Linked DNA regions of Arachis hypogaea: region 1 is linked to region 2. The links are chromatin contacts, called in public Hi-C maps. All regions are on one chromosome and are shown on one strand. Each heading gives the region's core, a stretch centred on a gene start, on an enhancer-like site or on the middle of the called end of the contact. The rest is flanking DNA. Distances are from core to core; before and after follow the strand shown.

The links. Hi-C and Micro-C count contacts between places; a contact is called where the count stands out from the background.
Region 1: a Hi-C map of leaf shows a contact between it and region 2, with 2.7 times the contacts expected there. The contact joins the promoter of LOC112711049 here to the promoter of LOC112711044 in region 2. A contact is called at or near these places in 2 of 8 Hi-C or Micro-C datasets (both in leaf).

The regions. Positions count from the first base shown.
Region 1 is chr9:73,877,939-73,881,458 of arahy.Tifrunner.gnm2.J5K5, reverse strand. It overlaps LOC112711049 (serine/threonine-protein kinase BLUS1), which reads right to left and starts at 2,008. Exons shown (of 20, transcript XM_025763593.3): 1 at 751-2,008; 2 at 534-578; 3 at 99-180. The coding sequence starts at 1,307.
Region 2 is chr9:73,424,999-73,428,967 of arahy.Tifrunner.gnm2.J5K5, reverse strand. It overlaps LOC112711044 (protein HLB1), which reads right to left and starts at 2,579. Exons shown (of 14, transcript XM_025763584.3): 1 at 1,992-2,579; 2 at 1,494-1,625; 3 at 1,242-1,311; 4 at 582-695. The coding sequence starts at 2,344.

The sequences.
Region 1 (3,520 bases), core at 759-3,258, 450 kb before region 2:
CCTATGTTACAAATTACACAATGCAAGATCTTGAAATAGGTCCATTTTTAATACATTTCCAGGCGTCTCAAGTCTCAACTCAGACAAATAACAAATACCTTCATGGGAGGATATTTCGAGAAAGGTGCATGACCATGAGCCAGCTCAAGAGCCATAATCCCAAAAGACCATATATCAGCCCTGTCAAACATTCCATTCACACGTTTTAAAAGGGGAAAAAATCTTGCAAAGCTCGAAGGCATGTAAGGATAGGTTTAGTAGTGCTCTAACTTATGAAAGAATGAACAAATCTTTTCTATTCGGTAAATAAAAAATTGTGCGTTTTCGCTTCTGGCTTTTAGATGCCAAAGTATGCTCATCATGAACAGCCGCAACAATGCCATGCCAAGCCAAGCCAAAGCCAAATTCTTGGCAGTTCAACCACCTTTTCCCACAATTATCCACAAACACAGCACACCAAGAATCAAAAGGAGGGGAAGGGGGGGAGATAAAAATTGTACGATGATCAATGATTAATCATTAAAGATACTCACTTGAAATTATAACCAGTTCCAGGCTGCAGCACCTCCGGTGCCATCCTACAAAGATAAACACATACCTATCAATCACATATCTATATACTCTGAGTAATAATATAGCACCCTAAACACCATCCTAATAACCAGTTGAAATCTTGAAAAGCAATCAATTCTTCTCTGGCTTAAATAAATGAAACAATTAAAAACAGAAAATAGAATTGAGAAATCAAACCAGCAAGGAGTTCCAACAAAAGTGTTCCTGGAACGCTGCCTATCGCCGGCATCAAACATGCAAGCAGAAACACCGAAATCAGCAAGTTTGATATCGCCATTGGAATCCAAAAGTATGTTCCCAGCCTTAACATCGCGGTGGATGTGGCCATGGCGGTGGAGGTAGTCAAGAGCCTTGAGTGTCTCCTTGAGTACGGATCCAATGGCATCTTCTTCGAAGCCGTCGGGGTATGCGACCTTCATGAGGTGGAGGCAGGAGCCTTGGTCCATAAACGGCATAACCACCCAGAGACTACGGTCGACGACGAAGGAGCAGATGGCGCGGACGACGTTGGGGTGATCGATGAGGCTCATGGTCTGAGCCTCTCGCCGTATGTCGTCGAAGTTGCTGTTGCATCGGTCCAGATCCAGGACCTTCACGGCGACTTGCTCGTTCGAGGGGATGTGAACGGCGTGGTAGACGGTTGCGCTAGCGCCGAATCCGACTTCTTCTAGAAGCTTGTAGTCCCGCGGGTTCGCCGAGAAGCTTCTAGAATAATAGGAAGAAGAAGAGGTCATGTTTGTTTTGTTATTGTTGGTGATGGATGGATGAATGAAATTAGAGAGGAAGAGAGGGGATCTGCTTAGGTTGGTCAGACTGTGGGTTGAGCAGTGTTGACCCGCATCTCGATGAAGATTATTGGAACTCGAAAGAAAGAGAATTGACTTTTGTGGTGTGTTTGGGAGTTTGAAATGATTCTTTGTTGCAAGAATAGGTTGGTGCTTGTTCCTGCGATTTAGGGAGCTGTGTGGGAGAGAGAGGGAGAGGAGAGAGGGTTTGTCTGGTGGTGTGCCGGCCTAGGAGAGGGAGAAGGGAGAGAGGAAGTACAACACACGCTCTCATACTATCGACTGGTCTTCTCTAGCTGCTGACGTGTCCCATGTTCCTGCTTTGGGCTTCATCTTGTCCCTCCATGTACTTGTACTGTTCGTTTCACTTCGCACCGGTTCGCTTTCCCTGCCCTCTTTCCTTCTCAGTTCTCACTCCTCTCCTTTCCTCTCCGGATTTTTTTTAAATAAATAAAAAAATATTATATTTACTCTTTTAAATTTTATAAGCGTGGGATCAAATAAGGAAATAATAACTCTTGCTCTCATGAGTGAAGGTGTGACGGGAGCGAGGGTTCGAGGGTGAAACACAAAAGCATAGATGGTATTGCGGGAGGAAGTGATAAAGGAAAGAGTGAGGTTAGGTTTGTATTAGGAGATTTGGAAAATTTCTTTCATGAAAAAAGTTTGAAGCCGATTAAGGTCTTTTTTAGAGATAAAATTATGGATACAAAGACGACTAAGACTTTGAAATTGAGAGGAAGGTTTGGTAGACATGACGAAAAAATAAGGCAACTCTCTGCTATATTTATTGTTACCTTTTTTAAGAAAGGGAAGAGTTGTCTGGCAGAATTCTATAGAAAGATTATAGTGATCAAAGTTTTGAATAAACGATATAGTTATATTGCTCTTTCTCATAAACTTAGAGTGGTTTGGCGTAATAAGGGTGGTTTTGAATTATTAGACGGGAGGTCGGATATTTCTTGGACAAAGTCATGCTAGGGTCCTTGGTTGATCGAAGGACCTTATGTGGCGGTAAAATCATAGGATGAAGAATCTCGTTTTTGTGAACGATCTTTTGATTCAACTTTGATATGGATTAGAGTTTCAGGCCTTTCGATTTAGTGTTACTAGAAACAAGCAATGTTTCGTATCGTGGTTGCAATAGAAAATCTGATTAAAGTTGATTTGGCTACCAAAATGACAAAAAGAGAAAGATATGTCTATATTTATGTCCAGATTAATTTGGATTTACAAGTGGTTAAGAAGATCATTGTGAAGTACGAGAGTCTAAATTTAATATGTGAGTCATGTGCAAAGTTTGGCCATGATATGATGGCGTGCAAGGCAAAGAGTAGAACGGTGACGGAGGTTGGCGTGACTAATGTCAAGACGGAGTAAACTGTTCCACAACAGCCGGCAAGTTCAAATTCAAAAAAATCGGGGCATGTTGAAAAAGAAAATTTTTAATTTGGCAAAAATCTTGGAAGAGAACACGTAACTAAAGCTACCCCGATAGTTGAGACAAATGTTATACATGATAATAACGTGGAAACTTCACAAGCAGAAAAGATGGATGGTTTGACACAAATGCTATGTAAAGGTAAATTTCATGTGGGTCTAAAGTCCAAAAAGCAAGCCCAATCTAAGGGACCTTCTTTCCATCATCATGATCTCATTTCAAGCCCAAATCCAAATACTCTCGTGTGGATGTGTCCAAGAGCAAGGGAACTTGGGGTTTTCATAAAAGGAAATAAGAGAATATGATCCAAGGCCAAGTGAGCAATCAAAAACAGGGAGAGGTTGCAAACCATTCCTATCGCGAGCGACAAAAACCACTTTCCTTACAAAATTCATCAGTAGAAAAAGATGGCAGAGAAACGGTGGCTACGACGTCAGAGGCCAGAAAGCAATGGTTGTGGGTGGCCAAGAGAAGGAAACTTTAAACGAAAAGTCCAAATCATCAACATGTCTGCCGTTTTAGAAACCCTATTTAGTTCTTCTTTCTTTTGGGGATGTTTTTTATGGATAGTCTTAATATCATTATTTGGAACATTATGGGTGCATTTAATTAGATGGCTCGGGTGCATTGTAGAGAATTAGTAAGAAAATTTTCTCATACTTTTTTTATTAATGGTAAAATTCATTCTTATTTTCGTAATCTGAAGTTCTTTTGGGAGTAT
Region 2 (3,969 bases), core at 1,330-3,829:
TTTAATAAATGAGCCAAGCTTGAGAAATTCTACTGTTAGACCAAGTTGTTAATAGGCAATATCTCAATAAAATATTCGAAGTAAATTTAATTATATAAGCATGATATTTTGTAACCTTCACATGTATGTCGTGTGTGTTATTTGAATATTATCGTGGCCAGACTAATTTATGTACAAAGTATCATCTATGGGTCAGGCTCATTAGGTTCAACTACTCCAGTTCAGATCTACCTTCTATTAATCTCACTTACACCCTTACCCAGATCCTAGGTAAAAATTGACACAAATTCACAAAATATTCAATAAAATAACAGGCATTCAATTATGGCTTGTTATTTAGAATGGAATTGAAAGGGATCCTTGGAATAACAGGCCAATAGTTGAGTCTGTGTGACCTCAAGATAACATGTCCAAGCAGTGGAATCAGCCAAAATGCTATATAGTGAAAGTTATTGAGTACCAAGCCTATGTTATTGATATTAGCTCCCCCCCCAAAAAAAAAGTTTGTTTTCTCTTCCTGGGCACAACCCAAATAAAAAGTCATTTGTTAGGATTCCACAGGAAAGGATACCCTTACATACATCATGTAGTGTGGGGCATAGGCAAGTGGCCTCATCATATTTTTTACAAGCTTCCTCGAGTAAAGCATCTTTGGAAGGTGAAGTGGAATCTGGACTAACATTATCTGCACTTTCCTGCATGACAACATAACAAAGATTGAGAGGACAGTTTAAGAAATAAAGCTCACATCTGCTGGCACTTGGAAAAATGGTAATTGATATCCATGTATTTCTAACATACAACACATATGAAGCTGCAATTGCAATCCCATTTCATGAGGATATGCAAAATGCATATTTCAATCAGATTAAAGCATGGAATGTCAATGCACACTTATATACCATGTAATGCTGGCACTTGGAAAAATGGTAATCGATATCCATGTATTTCTAACATACAACACATATGAAGCTGCAATTGCAATCCCATTTCATGAGGATATGCAAAATGCATATTTCAATCAGATTAAAGCATGGAATGTCAATGCACACTTATATACCATGTAATGTGATAGAATAATTTGTACTGAATGCTTCAATCACATTAAAAGCATATAATCTAACCTAAAATGAAGAGTAAAATTAAAATCAAGCCAAGAGCAAACAGAAATTCAATAAGTGATTCAAAAAACAGCTGACTTTGATTTTACAACAACAATAAATCAAGACAGCTGTTCAGACCTGAAGCACCAATGCCCAATTGTATAGTGCATCATAATCATCTGGATTCCTCTCAATTGCAGTAGCATACCTACAAAGTTCATGTAAGAAATTACAAGCTCATAAAGGTTTCCACAAGAAACATATAAAAATTGCAGTTTATGGCCATGAAGCTCCAAAAATTCTCAAAAAACGACAATGCAGGGTCCAAGTTTTGATAGAATTTCCCAATGTGATATTTTTTCATTGTATAGACGGGCAAAGTGACAATACCTCCTGGCAGCAAATGTGAGAATCCGTTGCCGCGATCGGCCCTCCTCGTCGGCACCTACAACACTGTTTATCAACTCCATTGCAGCGTTGTTCTGCTGTGTTTGCTGCTGCTGCTGCTGTTGACTCTGATGGCTGCAAATTTCCCAAATCATGCATTACAGATCACATTACATGTTGCGCAAGGTGAAACCACTCCCAAATTCAAACCCATTTCTATCATTCAGATTTACCACAACAATATATGAATAATAATTCAAATGACTACAAGCAGTTAGTTTAGGAGCTAAAAATGAGTAAATGCTCAAAAACTTCTTCTTCACGTATTTTCTATTTTGGACATCATATGTAGTTCTTCAACGTTGAAAATGTACGTATTTTCAAGTACTAATTCACGGTCGACAATTTTCAATCAAACATTCATCACTGCGAAATCGCTAAATAAATCGTAATTTACTCCATTTTCTCGATTTTTAATGTTCAGAGAGAGAGAGCGCTAACGTGCGGGGAGAATTGGAATCTTCTTTGTCAGGTTCGGACTCGTTCTTCAATCCGTTAAGCAATTCCCTCATTGTGAAGGTTCGGTTCCCTTCGTCTTTCCGAAGCTGAGGTTGCGCCGGAGGGTTGGCATCCACCGTGTGGTTGGAACGGATCGCGGTTTCACTGAGATCTGCATCATTGTTAACAGCTGGATCAGCTTCGGATCTAGGTTCTGGCTCTGATCGCGCTTGTGCTGCATGAACAGGCTCAGGATTCGATTGTGGCTCTGGCTGAGGATTGGGATTTTGGTCCGTTAGTGATTGGGGATTAGGCTCGGGTTGGACTCCGTTGTGGGATTCTTCTGGTTCGGGCATTTTGGGGTTTAAGCGAAGAGAGCTTTCGTGTGATCGCAGTCACAGGCACAGTTGAAGAACAGAGAGGGAAAGAGATAGGGGATTGGTGTGGTCAGAAGCAGAGGTTAGTGACAATGGAGAACGAATAAACACAAGACTGAGGAGGACGACGATATTTTAACTTTTATCTAATTTAATTTAACATTTTCTATAGAAACTTTCATCTAATCTATGTTATTTTCCCTCCAAGTCAGATGAGGTGTATGGTAAAATTAACTATTATATTTTTATGTTATACAGACATAATTTTTAAAAATTGAAAAATTAATTTCCTTTTTTTGGGTGTGTTTAAATTCAGCTCAAGTATGGTTTAAGAAGGATTCCAAGACTCAATTTGTACGATGATAGAGGCAAATTAATTGGCATTAGGATGGGGAAGTGAAAAAAACATGAAATTGCGCCATCTTCATCGCGCAGAACTCCTGCACGTCATGAAATTTCTCTACGGAAGCGTCCTCGGCTTTCCTCCCTACAGAACTCGCCAGGTTATAAAAATGGTGGCACAACGGAAGAAACCTTAGTAGATGGAAGCATGACAGATACAGTATTAGGGGTCCGAAAGTGGTAATTATTGAGGATCAGAGTATGCCAGTACTGCAGGACAAACCACCTATTGAGGTTGGTGATTCTATTTATAGTTTATGTTCTTATTTATTCTGTCCCTATTATTTATGGAAGTTTAAATATGTTTGTCTGGAATATTATGGGTGTTTCTAATAAGTTAGCCCGGGCGCATTGTAAGGAACTTGTTAGAAAATTTAGACCTTTTTTTATTGTGGTTGAAACACACTCTCCTTTTCAGCATTTAAAATTGTTTTGGGAAAGGTTGGGGTATCACTCTATTGGTATAGTAGAAGTAGAGGAGCATAGGGGAGGTATTTGGTTTCTATCCTCTATGAAGGGTGTTTGTTGTAAGTTCATTGATACTTTTGATCAGGGTGTTACTGTTGAGGTTCAATTTGATACTTTAATTTGGAGGTGTAATGGTATTTATGGCAGTCCTCAATTTAATAAAAGGGTTCTCCTTTGGGATTATCTTGTTGCACAATCCATGATTTTTCAAGGACCTTGGATCGTTCTTGGTGATTTTAATGAAGTCAAATTTTCTCATGAATCTAAGGGTTGTCAATTTTCTCATCAAAGAGCAGACATGTTTGCTACTTCATTAGGGGATAGTGGTTTGTTTGATCTGAAGACTATTGGGAGGTAATTTTCTTGGTACAGGAGGGTGAAAAATTATGTTGACGTGGCAAAAAAGCTTAATCGAGTCTGTATAAATAGTAGTTGGTTATCTATCTTTTCAGAGGCTTATGCAGAAGTTTTAAATAGTCTTCAATCTGATCATTGCCCTATTCTGGTGCGTTGTAAAGGTCATCCTCAACCTAAAGGGAATCGACTTTTCTGATTTGTTGCTGCTTGGGCTACTCATCCTGGGTATAGGGATATTGTGAATCAGTCATGGTGGTTTGGTAATAGAGGAATTCATGGCAAGCTTTTGAAAGTACAGAAGAATTCACTAGAGTTTAACTCGAAAGTATTTGGTAACATTTTTGTTAAGAAATGTGAATTAGAGTAGCAGATTAATT